2 separate regions of the Arachis hypogaea genome follow, and region 1 is linked to region 2. Evidence: chromatin contacts called from public Hi-C data. All regions are on one chromosome and are shown on one strand. The core of a region is the stretch at or near the end of the contact, and the rest is flanking DNA. Distances in the headings are between cores, read along the strand shown. Region 1 holds the start of LOC112732282 (membrane protein PM19L). Region 2 holds the start of LOC112734933.

Region 1 (5,006 bases), core at 1,539-4,038, 200 kb before region 2:
AGGATAGTACTCAAAGAAGGATCTGGCACATATATATGGTCAAACTTCATTTCAGTCAATAATTATGATATGCTAATTAATTAGTTAATTAGAATAATATATGGTTTATACAGATAGCCCATAGAAACAATGTAAACCTGGAAGTCCTCAAGGAAAATGTCAGCAATGAAATTAATGCACTTCCTTACTTTAAATAGTTAATGCAATTATGGTTAGAATGAGAAGTGACAATGACAAATTATGGTTTTAAAGTTGAACCAATTTGTTTCCAAAATTTTGAATAAAACACTTTTATAAATAGTGCAGAGAACTCAACTTAAGGGGAAAGAACTCAACTAACTAAATGATTATATGCACACCTTTGAAAGTGAATGGATGACTGGTGTTATTGCTACTTTTACATACACAGCAGCTGTTTGGGACAATAGTGTGATTTACAAACTTAGTAAAAAGAACACCCTTAAGCTATGACATTTTGAGCAGTTGGACATGAAGCTAAAGGGCAAATCCCATATGATAGATGCATCATAGTATACATGATCAGTGGGGCAAAGATAAATGCAAAAAGCATAGCAATTTCAGCAACCACAACTATTCCAGGAATGCACCAACAAGAAAGAATGCATTGAGGGAAAATACATACTATGTACATTGAAAGTTATACACTTACCTATGTAGACAAACATGAGCTTGGCTATATAACTTCTCTGATATTGCAGCCAAGTGAGCCACATAAATTTGGAATGAACTGGCATAGCTCAGAAGATTCAATCTTGAGATACCATAAACTGGAACACATGCATATCTTAAAGTGTTCTGAACACTAACATCATAAGTAGCTGAATGAAAATTGAAAGAAAGAACAAAAATAATTCATATTCATATTCAGAAACCAATTCAGAAACAAAATTCAACATTTAAACAACGTCAAAATAAACTAATCAACAATAAAATTCACATAAACAACATCAAAGAATCCATCATGAGAAAAAAATTGGAAATAATCTAAATTAAATTATCACCTATTGTAAAGGCAGAACCGTGGACGACGAGCAGCACTTCAGGTAGAGAAACCAGCCGCGAGGGACGGAGACGCGGCGCGGCAAGGGAGGCATGGAAGCACGGAGGCACGTAGGAGCGACGCAGTGAGGGACAGAGGTGCGGCGAGCAGAATACGAGCAGTGGAGCACACTAGGCACGAGAGAACGAGCAGAATACAAGGGACGAGGCACGAGAGGGATGTCGAGAGGTGGAGGCGCGGCGAGACAGGACCGTGCGGCAGATCCGAAGAGAGCTCGGTGAAGAGGTTAGGGCTAGGGATGCGTGGGTGGGGGTGAAATGAAAAGGGTCTTTTTGGAATTTTCAAAATATAGAAGTGTGCTGAACGAGGTTTCTTATCTCAGAAAAGAGAATATTCATTTTTTACTAAGAATATTCTGTTATCTTAAACGTTTTTGTCACGGTAGGGACTTAATTGAAAAAATTTAACGTATAGAGATTCAATTGAAAAGAAAAAAAGTATAGGGACCTAATTGAAAATTCGGTGAAACTATAGGGACTTGCAGAGTAATTAAACCTAAATAAAAATAAATAATCTAACAAAAATTATTTTATAATGTGTAAAAATTAAATTTATTTTTCATGTAAATAAATTTAATTAATTATAATTTAATATAAAAATATAAATAATGTTTAATATTAATTTTTTATAATTATTTATATTAATTATAATTTAAATAACTAATATAAATAATTAATATGTTTAATTAATATAAATTATTAATTAAATAAAAATATAATGATTTAATATAATTAATTACTATAATTATTAATAAATTAATTATAATTTAATTATTTAATATAATTATTTAACAAATTGCCATATCTAAAATTACAAAATTATTTAATATAAACATATATGTAATGTAATATTGTAATATATATATATTTTTAAAAATTTGTTTAGTAATTTGCCACATGGCAAAAAATCATTGGCTAGTGAAAGTCCCTCTATAAAGGGATTCTTGACTTCGGTCCTAGTGAAGGGACTCTCTCATTTTTTTACTCCAATGGCCTTTTTCTTCCCATGTATCAAAATAGAGCCTCCCTTTATTACTATAGGAGTTGCTCTAAGAACTGAAGAACCCAATTCATATAGTTAATTTACCGAATAAAAAAAATTAATTAAAAAACAAAAATCCAAGAACTCACCGCGGCAGAGAGCACAGAAAACTAGAGTTCACGGCTGCAGAACTGATGCCCGACGACGACAATGACAGCAGAAGTGCAGAACAACTGCTTGATGACAATGAAACCTTTAAACCGTGCTTTCGACAACGACCAGAGGACCAGACCACGATGACCAGAGGACCTTCGATCCACGACGGTGAAGTTCCTTGGAGGATGACTGGAAGAGGAAATTAGGGTTGAGGGAGGCTACGTGTGAGTGGCTCTTCGGGTGGGTTAGGTCAGCTATGGGAAATGTGTTTTGTTTTTTTTTTTTTTGTTTTTGTTTTCCGAAGCGTCAAAACGACCCCGTTTTTTTGTGAATATCAAAAACCGAAACTTGTAAAAATCCAGTCAGTTCGGCCGGTTCACCGATTAACTATCAATTTGATCGATTTTTTATTAATTTTTTGTAGGACAATTTTGGAAATCAACCAGACCGACCAAGTGACAGTTCTCAATTAACTTGGTTAAACTAGCCGGTCCGATCCGGTTTTTAAAACCTTGATATTTACTCCATCTTGCCTTGAGGCATGAAGCATCATCTTTACAACCCTACAAGGGCCTTTCGTTTTATTCACAAACAGCCTTAGCAAGAAAAGAATCAAACCTTTCATTCGCTAGTCCATATATAAGCTTCCATCACCTGGTACAAAACACATGTAGCTACAACTTTTTAGGCTTCTGAAATTCTACTTAGCCCTTTAATTTTGCAGCTTTTGCCTTATCCGAAACTACATATATAAGAATAGAGAGATGGCAAACGAGCAAACAATGAAGCCGGTAGCCACGCTGCTTTTGGGGCTGAACTTCTGCATGTACGTCATAGTTTTGGGTATTGGTGGATGGGCCATGAACAGAGCTATAGATCATGGTTTTGTCATAGGTAAAGTGATTTCTATTTTTAAATAGTCAAGATAATCTCTAAAATATTGCGCATGCATATTTCAAGAGATCAAAGGTTTAAATTGATCACTGAACAATTTATGGCATTGGGTATAAATTGTTTCGTGACATATCGTGATCTAACTGACGAAAAAATCTATTTGATTTACTGTTGTATCTTTTATAATCAATTTGATGTGTCTGAAATTTTGAAAACCAAATTAAAACACATAAATTTTCAAAGACTATTTTAATTACTAACTATTTACTTTTAGGTTCTTATTTCAACTCAAAATTATATTATAGCATATTTGTCTATTGATAGATTTATTGGAAAATAATTTCACTTTTGTCAAGTAAATCAATGAACATTATGTAACATATAAGTATGTTCAAATGACATATGTATTACTACCATATTGACAAACTATAATAGAGAAGTGCATGTTAATTTATTGTACAAAATAAAACTTTAATATACGAAATTTCTTAAAAGATATTCTATATGAACTGAAAATGAGTCCAAAAACTATTTTTAAATTAGTAGATAAAATAAAGAGTTCATAAAAAATTGTTTAGAAAAAAAAGTGACTTCATCTCCTTTAAAACGTGCCCCAATTTTAAGTAAGAATATCACTGTAATTCCTTGTGTGGCTGTGATGTTTCTAATTGGAGCATAATTTAACATGATTATGTGTGTGAAATCATGATGAATGGCAGGTGCAGGACTTGAACTTCCAGCACATTTTTCACCAATACAGTTCCCAATGGGAAATGCAGCCACTGGGTTCTTTGTGACATTTGCTTTGATAGCTGGAGTTGTTGGCGTTGGATCAGTCATCTCAGGAATCAATCACATCCGATCATGGACTTCAGAGAGCTTGCCATCTGCGGCTTCCGTTGCCACCATTGCATGGACCCTCACACTTCTTGCCATGGGGTAATCTCTTAACTTCCTCATAAGAATAGAATTGAATAATAGATAAATTTGTTTATGTTGTTGCATGATATATAGTTGCTGAGTTTTATGGTATATGGTGTATGCAGCTTTGCTTGCAAAGAGATTGAGCTAAACATCAGAAATGCCCGCCTGGTAAAAAAGAAAAATTTTGAAATTATAGGATATACGTTTGGTGTATTCTTTTTATTTTTAATTTTAATGTTTTATGTTTCCAATTTTGAAAAAAATATAAAAATAGAAAATATAATTTCATTAAATTTTATTTCTTTATAATTTTTTTAAAATAAAAAATATTGAAAATGAAAATGAAAATTAAACATGTCTTTCATTTTCTAAAGATGAATTATCTATTTAAAAAATTTAGATAATATAATCTTTTTATTTTTCTTTTCATTTATACATTTGTTTAGTATAACACGTGACAGATAAAAATAATATCGTTAAACAATAGATAAAATAAAATTATTTAAACTAATTTTATAAATATATTTTATTTTCTCATTACTTTAATACCTTTAAATTATTTTAAATTCATTTAAACATTTAAAATTAGGCAATGATTTAATAAAACAAAATGGAAGTATTTACTGCCACGTTCTTGAAGCATAAGAGCTTTGGTATGTCCAATTTTGCAGAAAACAATGGAGGCTTTTCTAATTATCCTTTCAGCTACACAGCTTTTCTACATTGCTGCTATTCATGGTGCTGCTTCATTGAGGAGATAAACTTGATAGCTTATTGTGTGTTGGTTGGCGTGCTTTCTCCATATTGTTTTTCCATCCAATTTTTTTTTTGTCTGTCTAATAAGTCTTCCTATTTAATTTGTGATGTAATTTACATGATTGGATTTGGATTTGAATTTGTGTATATTGAGAATAAGTTGTGTACAAAGACTAAGAATAAAATTATTTGAACCATTTTTCCTTTGTTGCAA
Region 2 (5,058 bases), core at 2,485-4,984:
TATCCTTTTGATAACTGAAAATATACTGCTTAACATTCTCAGTTTTTACACCCTCTGTTCCCCATACTTTGGCTGAGTTGTTTGTTAACTTTTTTTTTTTGATTTTGTATTTCAGTTTTCAAATTACTAGTATCAATAAACAACAGTGTGCCATCAATGTATTAATCAAGGTTTTTGACTTGCATTTAAAGTTTGTTTTACTTTTACAGTTTTCCGAACCAGAGGTGTCATCTGATTTACTTGCTTCTATGCATTGATGGTAGATAATGTGTGTGTGCATGCGTGTGTTTTCTTTTTTAAAAAAAATTGGGGCAAGAATGACCGCCCCTTTTAATGAATATGTATATGTTATGTACCCCGGTGATGAAAGTAATTCAAGAGAGGAAGACTCTAAATCCATTAAGACAGCAGAGAAGAGTGAGAATTGAGGAGGGTTTAGTTAGAGAGAGGGAGAGGGGAAGGCTCTGGAATCTCCGCCATTGTTTACTTTGCATTTTCTTTGCGTAAATAATACTATTACTTTTTAATTGTATGTTTGTACTGCATATTTACTCATGAAATTATATGAAGCTGATTGTTAAAGTTTCTGACTTACAAGAAAAATAATGGGATTGTGTAAATCATGAGTGATGAGGGTTTCTGAATGATGATTCCACCAAACTTCGGGATTGCTGATAGATTTTAATGCTGTTTCATTTGTTTTTTTTTTTTGTTTTTTTTCCTTTTTTTGGGCAGACCTTATGGAGACGCAATGTACACATCTTGGAACAAGAAAAGCAGTTCCAGCTGATAAGGCACACTTATTCGAGATAGGTACTATTTTTCCTAAAGGATGACTATACTATATGCCGGAGTGCAATAACGATCTCGAGATTTCTATCTGTTCATGTTGAATTTTATTGAAATGTTAACATTCTTTTGGTTGAATCAAATTTTTAAGAGAAAGATAAATTGAAATAGAGAGGGTATTCAGTAGATGATAAACTTAAGAGAAAAAGTGAAAAACACTGGGTTATATTACTCTTCATCAAAATGCCCATGTCTTACTTAAAAAAGTAATTATATTCACCTTCCATATATTTTGTGTTCGCTAGAATAACTAATAGTAATAAAAGTAAAGTTTTAATTTGATTCTTAATCATTTTGATAACATAAATTAGTTCCAAAAAAACCATGGGTTGGTCTAGTATTTACTAGTCCATTTAAATAATTGTTGGGGATTCGAATTTCTTTATGTATATGTAGCAATTTATTGACTAATGACAAATCTTTAAATGAATCTTTAAATGTGATGGATTCATTTATAGTTGTGGAAGCTAAAAAAAATATTAGTTCCAAAACATTTAGACTAAGAAATTAGTTTCTACTATATTAAAATTTTAGTCCTAATTAGTCTCGAATAATATAAAGTAAAATTACAACTTGTATTTCAAAGAAAAAAATTTATCGTTATTTAACTTTTTAAAAAAGGTTTTGGTACAAAAGTACTTGTTTGTACACTGTTTTGTTTATGTTGTTGTTCAAAAATAATTAATATACGTTGATTAGAACAATATAATTTTCGGCTTATTATTAATTTTTTTTTCCTCAATTTAAATCCAACATATAAAAAGTAATGTATTTTTTTTATTTTATAAAAGTTAAATAAAAAATATTAGACTAATAAGTTATTTTTGTAACCAAGTTTTTCTCACCCTCTTCAAAAATCTGCACATAACTCAATAATTTGAAATTATGTGAATAATAATTACTCAATAAGTTTTTTTTTTCACTTCTAATCACTCAATTTACGACTATAATAGCTAAAGAGAGAAATAGTTTGTCAAGAGTTAAGACAAAAATGACTAAGGAAGGCTCTGCTACGGTTTCTAAGCAAGAAGAAGACTTGGTGTAGCGTAGCACCAAAAAAGTGAAAACGCGTGCCAGCATTGATCCTAATCAACCAAGCGAGGACATGGAAGTTACTGGTCCTTGTGATGGAAATAAGTCGGAAGCTTCCAAAATCTCGTATAAGGATACGCTCCTCACCGTAGCGGGCTCTATCATTGAGGATGAGCATATTGACATGGAAGAGGTTAATGAAGACATACCGGATCCAGAGAATAGATGGTACCAAGATGCGGATAAAGACACCCATGAAGAGGAACCGTTCAATCCTTGTCCCACCATTCCTATTTCGAAGGAAGAGTTCGACGAGTGATGTAAACCATGGAGATCCTCACTCTATGTCAAGCTTTTGGGCAAAAGAGTTGGCTTAGGATTTATGGAACAACGTTTAAAGAGAGACTGGGGTAAGAAGGGCTCTATTAATGTTATTGATATGGATCGTGATTATTTTTTGGTTCACTTTGCAGATGCGGAAGACTAGTCTCATGCTTTAATGGAAGGACCTTGGATGATTGCCGGACACTATCTCATTGTGCAAAGATGGCGACCTTTTTTCTTGGAATCTGAGAAATCAGTGAAGAAAATTGCTGCCTGGATTCGGATACCAAACCTCCTTATTGAGCTCTATAACCAGAAATTTCTATGGAGAGTTGGGTCTACTATTGGTCACATGCTCAAAATTGACCGGTCAACCTCAATCCATTCTAGAGGACGCTTTGCTAGGATTTGTGTCGAAATTGATCTTGCTAAAAAACTTGTCCCTAGGATCTCGGTTCTTGGATCAGAACTCTATATTGAATATGAAGGACTGCACCAAATTTGCTTCTCCTGCGGCAAGTATGGTCACAGGTCTGATTTGTGCACTGATGAGCCGGTGGGTAAGACCGCGGGCCATGAAGCTGGCGCGGAAGGGAACACTATGGTTTCCGAAGATCCACCATCCGTCGAGACTGAGAACCAAAATGGAAAGAAGCAAGATTCTAGCGGTGGTAATCAAGGGAATCAAATTTTCCCTGATTTTGGGCCATGGATGTTAGTTAAACGTAACTTTAGGCGGAATAAGGGCATGAATAATCAAGGAAAGATTGGAGGCATGATTGGTCAAGATCTACCTAATAATCAGGAAAGAGAATATGAGGAAGATATGCCCACCAATGCTAATGGCTCACGTTTTATTACTTTGAATGAGGAAGGAATAAATTCTTTGGCTAAGAATTCCATGCAAGAGGAAGCCATTATAGCTTCAAGTGGGCCCGAGGCCTCAAAGGCCTTAATAGTGAATAATAAGAGTCAAATCATTCAAAAAAAAGTCTTACAGGTTGGTGCAGGTAAAAATCCACAAAGTGGTAAAATGGGCCCCTTTAATAAAGTTGGGCCACAAGGATCTGAAAAATGGTTAAAGCCTAATCCTAAAATGATCATCAAGAATCCTTCCTCCTCTCCTGAAGCTTCCAAGAGCATTGTCACCGTGTCTCCTACGAAGAAGTCTCGTGAAACTAATGATATAGAAGGGGTAGTGATAGAGTATATGCGAAAACTTCAAAGAGAGCAGAATGAGGCTTTTGTTGCTATGAAGCAAGTTGCTACAGGTCGTGAAGGTTTTGTGGTGAGGAATAATCCTCTACTGATGAATGCAAGCTCCTCTGACTCTCATATGGAAATAGAGGCTGTGCGGAGTCTAGGGAAAGATCTCGATAGGCCCCCAGATGAGAGTATGACTGATTCTGGTGGTAGAAAAATCAAAGAGGGGAATTTATCCATTGGTAAGCAGAATGGCAAGTTAGGGTCTCATACCCAGGTGTAACGTTGTCGCTGGTGACTCCCCTATCCTTTTTTGCTTGTTATAATGAATGTTATCTGTTGGAATTGTCGGGGTGTCGGTAGTAAATTTTTCCACTCTCTTATTAGAGACCTCAGAAAAGAATATAGTGCTAATTTCATTATTCTGTTAGAGCCTCAGATAAGTGGGTCGCGTGGCGTTCGGATTAGGAATAATATAGGGTTCGATAGCTCTTTCATTGTTGAAGCTAATGGCAGATCTGGTGGGATCTGGTGCCTCTGGGACTCTGGTACTTGGAAGATTGATGTCCTGGATCATAATAGCCAGATGGTGCATCTCAAGGTTGTTGGTGGTGACTCGACCCCCTGGCTCCTATCTGCGGTGTATGGTAGCCGCCATCGCGTTAACAGAAGAATCCTTTGGAGTAATTTGCGATCCCTGGCGGGTAATATTACCATTCCTTGGTGTTTTCTAGGTGATTTCAATGCTATGCTCCACAATTATGAACGAAGGGGAGGCTCTACTAATGTTGTTCATAGTGCTTGTTCTGATTTTCAGAGTTGTATCTCAGACTGTGGGCTTATTGATCTGGGTTTTGTGGGTTGGCCTTTTACTTGGAGAAGAGGTAACATTGTTGAGAGATTGGATAGAGGGTTGAGCAATTTGGAGTGGCAATTATCGTTCCCTGAGGGCACCGTGAGGCACTTGTCCAATTTTAATTCTGATCACTCTCTTATTTGTCTGCAACCACACACTACTTCCTTTCAAAATAGGAATCGGAGGCCTTTTCGGTTTGTTGCGGCTTGGCTGGCGCACCCGGATTTTTCAAATTTGGTTTCTAATTCCTGGGATGTCTCTTCTTCTTGGAACAGTGGTGTTATCAGCTTTAAAAATTTTTTAAAAGATTGGAATACAAATATTTTTGGGGATATTTTCAAGAGAAAAGAACACTCTTGAGAAGGCTTCAAGGTATTGCTTCCAGTTTGGCTACTAGTTTTAATCGTAATTATTTTCTGGAGAACCTTCAGAATCAGTTTTGGGAAGAATATGAGGAGGTTCTGACTCATGAAGAATTACTTTGGTTTCAAAAATCAAGATGTAAGTGGATTGAATTTAGTGACCGAAACACAAAATTTTTCCATGGCTCAACTATGGTTAGGAGAAGAAGGAATAAAGTAACTTCCCTCATTGATGATTTTGGTAATTTGATCACTGAGCCAAAGTTATTAGAAGACTTAGCTAAGAATTTTTTTGTGGATCTTTATAAGGACTCCTTGCCTGATGTTCCTTTTGTTCTCAGTAATTCATTCCCTAACGTTAGTAGTGAAGAGCTCAACCAGATCGGCAGCATGGTTTCTAATATGGAGATTAAGGAAGTTATTTTTAATATG

What was found. A called contact is a pair of places that touch in the nucleus more often than the background predicts.
Region 1: a Hi-C map of an unstated tissue shows a contact between it and region 2, with 7 times the contacts expected there. The contact joins the promoter of LOC112732282 here to the promoter of LOC112734933 in region 2. A contact is called at or near these places in 2 of 8 Hi-C or Micro-C datasets (leaf and an unstated tissue).

What each region holds. Positions count from the first base shown.
Region 1 is chr13:70,020,421-70,025,426 of arahy.Tifrunner.gnm2.J5K5, reverse strand. It overlaps LOC112732282 (membrane protein PM19L), which reads left to right and starts at 2,788. Exons shown (of 4, transcript XM_025780951.3): 1 at 2,788-3,112; 2 at 3,832-4,051; 3 at 4,159-4,204; 4 at 4,708-5,006. The coding sequence starts at 2,983. The coding sequence ends at 4,797. LOC112732283 (a long non-coding RNA gene) reads right to left here and starts at 1,369. Exons shown (of 3, transcript XR_003167944.3): 1 at 1,023-1,369; 2 at 671-839; 3 at 1-22.
Region 2 is chr13:69,821,192-69,826,249 of arahy.Tifrunner.gnm2.J5K5, reverse strand. It overlaps LOC112734933, which reads left to right and starts at 3,734. Exons shown (of 1, transcript XM_025784460.1): 1 at 3,734-4,624. The coding sequence starts at 3,734. The coding sequence ends at 4,624. It overlaps LOC112732280 (putative ALA-interacting subunit 2), which reads left to right. Exons shown (of 9, transcript XM_072212027.1): 9 at 736-959. The coding sequence ends at 790.